Regions from separate parts of the Macaca mulatta genome. Here regions 2 and 3 are each linked to region 1. Evidence: chromatin contacts called from public Hi-C data. All regions are on one chromosome and are shown on one strand. Each heading gives the region's core, a stretch centred on a gene start, on an enhancer-like site or on the middle of the called end of the contact. The rest is flanking DNA. Distances are from core to core; before and after follow the strand shown.

Region 1 (2,776 bases), core at 194-2,693:
CACCAGCAGTGCCCCTCCTGGCCTCCACTGTCTCCCCTGCCAAGCTCCTGCCTCCTCCCCCTCCTCACCACAACACACTGGTAGAGTCCCTCACCCAAGACTCAGTGGAAAATTTCCTTCTCCTTTATGACTGTACTTAAAACACACACGCTCCATTCTTCACCTCTGAATCGACACAGGCAGAGGGCGGCAAGGCTGTCCCACCCCACCGCCCAGCCCAGCGCGTAAACACACACACTCTCCCAGGAGGGCCACTGGACTTGCACACTTTATGGGCTGGAAAGGAGGAGAGAAATGTTTCCCAGATGCCACTCCGCCTTTGGCCATCCAAACACGACTGTCCCAAACACTCCCAGACAAGCCTCCCAGGATGCTCTCGGGGCCCTCCATACACGCTAAGGAGTAGGAGGTCTACTCTTTACAGGGTCTCTCTACTCAAGACACTAAGTCCAGTCTGGAACTGTCACCGTGATGTGACCCCTTGGCAGCTTTGTTCTTTTGGTGACAAATCTGTTTTCCACTGCCCATTCTCCCCCTCCCCACAAGCATTCAAGGAAAAAAAAAATAGCCTTCCTGTGAATTTTCACAGCTATGTGGTAAGTGACCCCTCTCACACGCCACCTTCTGCTGGCTATCAGCACTCTCAAACACAGTGCCTCCAGGGGGTGGGTCAACGCCACAGCTTTCTCCTCATTTTCCCCCTTAAATCCACCCAAACTTGGCAGTCCCAGAAGCTCAGTTAGCGCTTGCTTGGGAAGCCTGCAGCTGGGTTGGGTCTCAGTGAAAAGAATGAATTTCATGGGCGCAGGCGATGATGCAGACTCAGAGTACTCCGAGTTTCTCCTGCAACTTTCCGTGCACATGGCTGGCAACTTTTTTTTTTTTTTTAAACTATTCAATTTCCCAGCACTTTAGTTAGTATTCCAAGTTTGGGGAACCCACCCTTTCCTCACCCTTCTCTTCTAGCCCTTCCTCGTTAGTAGTGAATGGGGACATTTTCCAGATGTCAAAAGGACCAGTAGGAACCCCACGCCCTAAGTTAGGAAAGCAAAGGCGGCCAGGGGCTCACTCAGCCACTGTGAGCCTCCTCCGCAGGGCATCTTCCCCTCTCAGTTATGCCAGCGCCCCCGCCCAAGGACATCGAGTTTCTCCACTCCGTCCCAACCCCATTTGCCCCTCTCCTGGGGCAGAGGAAAGGAGTGGGGCTCGCCCTGCCTCCCTAAGCAGCGCTGCAGTCCCGGCTGCAGCTTGGAGCTCGGGCGGGGCACCAGGAGCGCTTACCGATGTCGGAGTTGCAGAAGGCGTCCTGGGGGTGGCTGGGCGAGCATGTGCACGCCTCGGCGCCCCAGTCCCCCAGGCTCCAGCTGCCCAGGAGCACGATGAGCCCGAGCCAAGGAGTCATTGCCGCTGCTGCCGCCGCTGCCGGGGCTGCTGCTCGCCTCTCCAAAGTTGCCGTGCGCGCCGCCGGCGGGGCTGCTGCAGCCCGAGCTCGCTCGCCCGCCGGGCCGTGCGGGGCAACTTTGGCCTCCGGCGCGCTGCCCTCCGAGTGCCCGGCGGGACGGGATGGGGTGCGGCGAGGCTGCCTCGGCGCTGGCGCAGGACTCCGCGGGCGGCCTCCCTGCGAAGGAGCAGGAGCTGGAGGAGCAAGAGGAGGAGGAGAAGCCGTCTGAGCGCCCGCCGCCTTCCTGCTGCCCGCTCTGCGCCGCTGCCTGGGCGGCCGAGTGATATAGCGCTGGGCCCCCGGGGACCCCGCCTCGGGCTGTTGGGGCCCGCCCCCTCAGACCAATGGCAGAGCCGCATTACCTCATCGGCCCTCCAAAAAGGGGGCGGGGCCGGGGGCACGGGGCAACGGGGCGGGGCCGCCCCCGGACCGTTCAGATCCTTATAGGGAATAATACCGACGTGGGCACGCGAGTGGGTGGGCTGGGGCGCGCCCGGGACCGGTGCTTGCAGCTGGGTCCTCCGAGCGGCGCCCTCGTGCCCCTTCTCGTCTGTGCCCTCTCCCCACGCTCACCTGGGCCACTGGGTGCTTCTGACCCAAACCAGAACGAACTACCACCCACCCACCCCAGCAGGACCGTTTACACAGGTCAGGGGTGGCCATGTCCTAGAGACCTTGACTGAGCCTGGTGGAACCAGTGGGGGAATGCTGACTGCTACCCCGAGCAGGGACAGAGGAGGAAGACCCAAACACTCTCTCTCTCTCTGTCTCTGTCTCTCTCTTTCTCTCTCGTTCTTACTCTCTGGGATATGGGAAGCCATCTGCCTTTTGCAGCTGGCTATGATACATGATAGAAGACTGTTTTTCTATGCTCCCCCAGAGCAAACGGGGTTCTGTATTGATTCAGCAAACACGGTTCAGGATGCTGGGTTAAGCAACACAAAGCCCTTGCCCCCGTGCACATCAACGAATGCACAGGGTGATTTTCTATGATGCTAGGGCTATGAAGAAAACAAAACAGAGTTCAGGGTTGGACGTGACTGGGGAGGGCGCTGCTCTCTCTGCAACAGCAAGGGAAGGGCTCCCTGAAGTGCCATCTTCGCTGAGAAGTGGACAAAGAGAAGGATCAGCTATGGGGCAAGCCACAGGAGAGAGGTACCAGGCAGGGGGAACAGCAGGTGCAAAGGCCCTGGGCATGTTTGGAAGACAGAAAGTAGAAAGGCAAGAGGAAGTGGTTCCCCGCCCATGGCTGACAGGGCTCCACCCTTCAGCAAGGGATTTGGGGGTGAGCTGATCCAAAACTCTAGTAAAACCAGGAGAATGATCCAGGATCCT
Region 2 (2,700 bases), core at 186-2,685, 150 kb after region 1:
TTCTATACCAAGCACAGTGCTTGGAGCACATATGTGGTCAGTAAATATTTTAAATGCTAAGAATTCAGTGTGGCTCAAGTCGGGAGGATGCTGAGGTACATAATAAAAATAACAGCTTAGCAGTAACTGAGTATTTACTATGTGCCAGGCATCGTGCTAATGCTATTGTATTAACTCATTTCCTCGTAATGACAGCCTTATGAAGTGGGTATTTTTATTATCCCCATTTTACAGATGAGGAACTTGGAAAGGTCAGTAACTTGGCCAAAGCCCCATAGCCAGTTAAGTGGCATATCTGGGACTCAGGCCCAGGTCAGTAAGATGCCAAAGCACGTGCTTTGGAACACTAACTATATTGGTCCCATAGTTACTTGGTAATAAAATCAAAGTAGTCAAAGAGCTGCAGAGGGAAATGATGAGTTCCGTCTGGGGAATCCAAGAAAGGCACTGAGAAGGCAGCTGTGTGTACACGTCTGTAGCTCAGGAATGATGAACAGACTAGAGATAAGATTTGGGAGTCCTCAGCTGAATGATAGCCACTGAAACCATGAACATGGACATGAGATAAGACAAGAAAGCCCTGTAGAACTAAGGCATCTGAGAGCCAGGGAAGGAGAAAAGAATGCTGAAAAGGAGACATTACAGAGGTAGGAGTGGATGCATAGGGGGAATACCTAGAAACCCATGAGCATTAATTTCACGTTAATTTCACTACGCAGATGGCCAATCAGATGACAACTGCAAAAAGACCTTTAGATTTTGCACGTGACCCCACAGATGATTCTGGGTAAAACAGACTCCCTAGACTGGTAGGTAAGAGGAAAGGGACAATGGAGAGATTTATAACTAAACTTGGTATGACTTTTCATCTGTCACATTCCATGGAAAAAAAGTATCCTTTGTCAAACTACATTTCCTGACTTGGAGGCTAAGAAAATTCAGTCGCTGCAGCAAGATGCAAGATGCAACTTGGCTGTGGACATTTGGCAAGCCACGTACATCCCCTCTTGAGGCCTCAGTTTCCTCATCTGCACATAGAGTTATTGGATGAGACATACTCCAAGTTTTCTCCCAGATCCAAAATTCTATTCCCTTCCGTTCCAGATGCTCTTTGAGGATGCTGGTGTTGACAAGAAAGGTGGGGTGAAAGAGAAGGACCCCACTTGACCACAACAGGTCCCCTTGTATCCTGTTCCCTCTCCATCTTATTTTCTCCACTGTGCTCTAAGGCAGTTGTGGAGCCAATGATGAAAACCACATGTTTCTGGGCAGCCCTGCTGTTGCACAATGCCGCCAAGGGGAGGGCAAAAAGAAAGAAAGAAAGAAAAAAAAAAGAAAGTAAGAAAGGAAAGAAAAGAGCTTTGGAATTCTCAGCTTCCACAGACAATTCCCCCATTGATGTGCTGTGAGTCACGGCGGGCCGCCAGGCCATCATGGTTTCTGAATCACTTCCTTCAAGAGGGGCTCTCCACTTGTTCCCGGGCTGACTTTGACCAGGGCTGGAATGCAAGGAGGTTGGACCCTTTGAGTGGCTCTGACTGCCTTCCTCTTTGCTGGAGCCCCAGGGGGGAAGGTGGAGGTGCTAGGCAGCAGGGCATAGGGGTCTGAATGGAATTGAAGACAGCAGAGAAGCAGGTTGGACCTGCTTGTCCCAATTGGTGGACCCAACTCATGCCCCTCTCTCTCTCTCTGTTAGAGGTGCAAATGATATAAAATCCCAGATTAAAGGCCAAAGTTTTCTCTGGTGGACACTAGACTCAGCCAGATCCGGAATTTCTATCCTCTCCACCTTGACATCCTGGCTGATGTGGACAAGGTTGACATCTTTTGAGCAGAGATAGGAAAGTTGATCCCAGCCATTTCTCCAATGGCTCACATTAGGGAACTTTGAACGGTGCTCTCAGTCTCCCATCTTGCAATTTCCATCTTTGAGGTCAAGGATGTTAGTGGACCAAGAAGCCCTCACCTGGGTAGTGGTCCTTAGGTGAGAGTCTGTTTTAAGTTCTTGCTTAAAATAAGCTTCATTTTTTTCGACCAAGAGCCGTATTCCTTACTCTGGGTCAGACTCTGTGTAGGCACCATGGATTCCAAGAGGAAATAGACATGGTGCCAACTGGACAAAAGAGAATGACAAGTAAATAAGTAATGATGCAAATTTATCAGCAGACGCAGACTTGGGGACAAGGGGAGCTCCAGAAGGCAGCCAGACCGGTTTGTTGGATGGAGCATTTAGCACCATTTTCCTTTGCACAACCACCATTCCTTCCCCCGCAAGCCCCCTAACCCCAGGACTTTCCAGAAGATCAATATGAATGGGCCCTGGATTAGAGATGAAGTGGTCTCTCCACCAACACAAGGTGCTGTTTCTCAATGACCCCAGATGTTGGGGAATATGCTAGAATGCCGCCACCTGGTGGGCGCACGGAGCCGTGTCCACTGCGCAACTGCTGCATCTGGGGCAAGTGTCAGAGACGCGTTGACCCGGAAGCCATGCCCAAAAGAAACCAGGTTTGACACGGCTACTTACTTGACTAATGTTATAGGTAATGAGGAAAAGAAGCATCTTTACCTTTTAAGGAGTCCTCCTGTTCACATTCAGCTGGCTGTCTCCTCTTAAGGAGGTGGACTTGGAGGAAAAGTTAGTTTAGAGCAGGCACCGTATCTTCATCTTCTCTATGCCTCTCATAGCCTCTAGCAGCA
Region 3 (2,700 bases), core at 68-2,567, 180 kb before region 1:
TGAGATGTCCCCCTGCAATGATGGAATCAGAATATCTAGATTGGAGCTCAGGAGATGAACTTTCTTTTTTTTTCCCTAGATGGAGTCTCGCTCTGTCACCCAGGCTGGAGTGCAATGGAGTGATGTCACCTCACTGCAACCACCGCTTCCCAGGTTCAAACAATTCTCCTGTCTCAGCCTCCCCAGTAGCTGGGACTACAGATGCCCACCACTACCCCTGGCTAATTTTTGTATTTTTAGTAGAGATGGGGTTCCACTGTATTGGTCAGGCTGGTCTTGAACTCCTGACCTCAGGTGATCCAACCGCCTTGGCCTCCCAAAGTGCTGGGATTACAGGCGTGAGCCACCATGCCTGGCTGAGATGAATTTTTTAAATGATGTAAAGCCAAGTTTAGAAATCCCCCAGCTAGAGGACTTGTTTCGTGAGACTCCCACCTGGTAGAACTGGAACCAATGGGGGAAAACAAAGAGGGAGACATATTTCAGCTCAATATACAGAAAATTCATCTAATTGACCAAGTCATCCAGAGACTGAGTGGGCTACCGGGTGAGGCAATGAGCTCCCCATCACGTGCAGGTGTTCAGACACAGCTTGGCTACCCATTTGGGAAAAATAATGGGGCTTAGACCATGAAGGGGTCAGGCTGCAAGCCTTTAAAAAGGAAGCTCGGACTTGAAACCTTTTATTTTCTCTCTGATGTCTTCTCTAGTCACTTCTCATGCCCTTGCCTTGGGCAAACTCTGAGGAGTTTCAGCATTTCACTTGTGAGTCGTGTTTTATCCTCCACAACCTGGCTTTCTGGCCCAGGCCCTCCAAGTGACCTTCTTTCCAAAGAGTCCCTCGGATGCACGAGTCTTCTTGAGCAATAGCTACTCCTGGGGTGGAGTTGATTTCTGCCTGAGTTACAGCCTTGCCCTGGGGGAGGCAGGGCTCTGGGCAGATGCCAGCCTCATTACAGAACGTCTAGGAAGCCCTGGGGCCTGTGGAGGCCTGCCTGGGACGTGCATCTTCGACAGGAGAGAAGCCATCTGTGACGGCAGGAGAAGGGATGGTGCTTCATTTCCATTTTCCTGACTTCCTGCCCTGGGTTTGCAGGAGGGACAAGAGTGCGGGTTTCCTGAAGATTTGCGCTGAGCTAATTGCCATCTTCAGAATAGGCTTAGCGAAATTAGGGGTTGCCTGTGCAGCTGCTCAGAGGGGACAAATCAGTCTGTGAGTGAAGGGGCAGGTGGTAGGAAAAAGCACAGGCATAGAGAAATATTTCCCTGCTATAAGAAAAGCAGCAGCATAGGCTCTATGACAGATGATGTCTGCCACTTGGCTTTGGCTGCAGAGATGACAGGGAGCACTGGGAACTGTGTTGGGTGTGAGAACTGATGCCTCCTCTGAGGCAGCAGCTGCAGGCCATGCAGCCAGTTTTTGCCATATGGGAATAAGGGCCTGGTGTTGTTGAGTTACTGATTTTCAAGAAAAGTCAGAGATACGAATTTTTATATGAATGTTCTATTATTATTATTATTATTACTATTATTGAGATGGAGTCTCACTGTCTTACCCAGGCTGGAGTGCAGTGGTGCAGGCTCGGCTCACTGCAACCTCTGCCTCCTGAGTTCAAGCTGTTCTCCTGCCTCAGCTTCCCCAGTAGTGTGCACCACAATGCCGGGCTAATTTTTTTTTTTTTTTTTTTTTTTTGAGGCGGAGTCTCACTCTCGCCCAGGCTGGAGTGCAGTGGCACTGTCTTGGCTCACTGCAACCTCCGCCTCCTGGGTTCAAGCAATTCTCCTGCCTCAGCCTCCTGAGTAGCTGGGACTACAGGCACACACCACCACGCCCGGCTAATATTTTTTGTATTTTTTTAGTAGAGACAAGGTTTCACTGTGTTGGCCAGGATGGTCTCAATCTCTTGACCTTGTGATCTGCCTGCCTTGGCCTCCCAAAGTGCTGGGATTACAGGCGTGAGCCACTGCGCCTGGCCATTTTTTTTTTGTATTTTTAGTAGAGATGGGGTTTCGCTATGTTGGCTAGGCTGGTCTCGAACTCCCAACCTCAAGTGATCCGCCCACCTCAGTCTCCCAAAGTACTGGGATTACAGGCGTGAGTCACCTTGCTAGCGAATGTTCTATTTTAAAAGTAAAATTATACAATTTAAGTGCAACAAAACAAGACTGTGGATTCTATGAGGTCTACTAGTTAGCAACTTCTGATAAAGAAGACAGGCGTCAGAGTAACTATTTGGTCTAGTTCCTCTTCTGGGACTATCTCCTGGCTAGACAGTAAAAACCAGGATGGCAAGGGGGCTGTTTTGTTCAGTGCAATTTCAAGGGCCTATCTAACACAGTGCTGAGAATATAGTATATCCTAGATGGATGGATATGTGGATGGATGGGCGAATGTATGGATGGATGGGTGGATGGGTGGGTAGGTGGGTGGATGGATGCATGGATGGATGCATGGATGGATGAATATGTGGATGGATGGATGGATAGATGGATGGATGGATGGATGGATGGATGGATGGATGGATGGTTGGATGGATTCATGGATGGGTAGTTGGGTGGATGAATAGATAATAAATGCTCTTAGCCTCTCTTTTGGTGCTCTGCACTTTTCACCTTGACAGGCTCCACATTCCCTTGCCAAACAAGACACACAATATCCCCATGATCCCCTTATCTTCCTTATGCCATCAAAAACCCTTT

The links. Hi-C and Micro-C count contacts between places; a contact is called where the count stands out from the background.
Region 2: a Hi-C map of blood shows a contact between it and region 1, with 4 times the contacts expected there. The contact joins the enhancer-like site here to the promoter of TIMP3 in region 1. A contact is called at or near these places in 4 of 14 Hi-C or Micro-C datasets (CD4 T cells, blood, fibroblasts and 1 more).
Region 3: a contact with region 1 is called in a Hi-C map of fetal cortex germinal zone, with 2.3 times the contacts expected there. The contact joins the enhancer-like site here to the promoter of TIMP3 in region 1. A contact is called at or near these places in 3 of 14 Hi-C or Micro-C datasets (cortical neurons, fetal cortex germinal zone and liver).

Annotation. Positions count from the first base shown.
Region 1 is chr10:18,698,692-18,701,467 of T2T-MMU8v2.0, forward strand. It overlaps TIMP3 (TIMP metallopeptidase inhibitor 3), which reads right to left and starts at 1,444. Exons shown (of 5, transcript NM_001032956.1): 1 at 1,282-1,444. The coding sequence starts at 1,402. The region is part of intron 6 of SYN3 (synapsin III); the gene reads left to right.
Region 2 is chr10:18,846,341-18,849,040 of T2T-MMU8v2.0, forward strand. All of the region lies in intron 6 of SYN3 (synapsin III), which reads left to right. Among named protein-coding and RNA genes, the nearest start is that of TIMP3, 150 kb to the left of the region's middle. Within about 2 kb of position 1,436, at least 2 of the 40 cell types and tissues checked have an H3K27ac peak or open chromatin away from gene starts, as enhancers often do.
Region 3 is chr10:18,514,539-18,517,238 of T2T-MMU8v2.0, forward strand. All of the region lies in intron 2 of SYN3 (synapsin III), which reads left to right. Among named protein-coding and RNA genes, the nearest start is that of SYN3, 67 kb to the left of the region's middle. Within about 2 kb of position 1,318, at least 6 of the 40 cell types and tissues checked have an H3K27ac peak or open chromatin away from gene starts, as enhancers often do. A contact at or near this core is called in fetal cortex germinal zone, where this site is marked.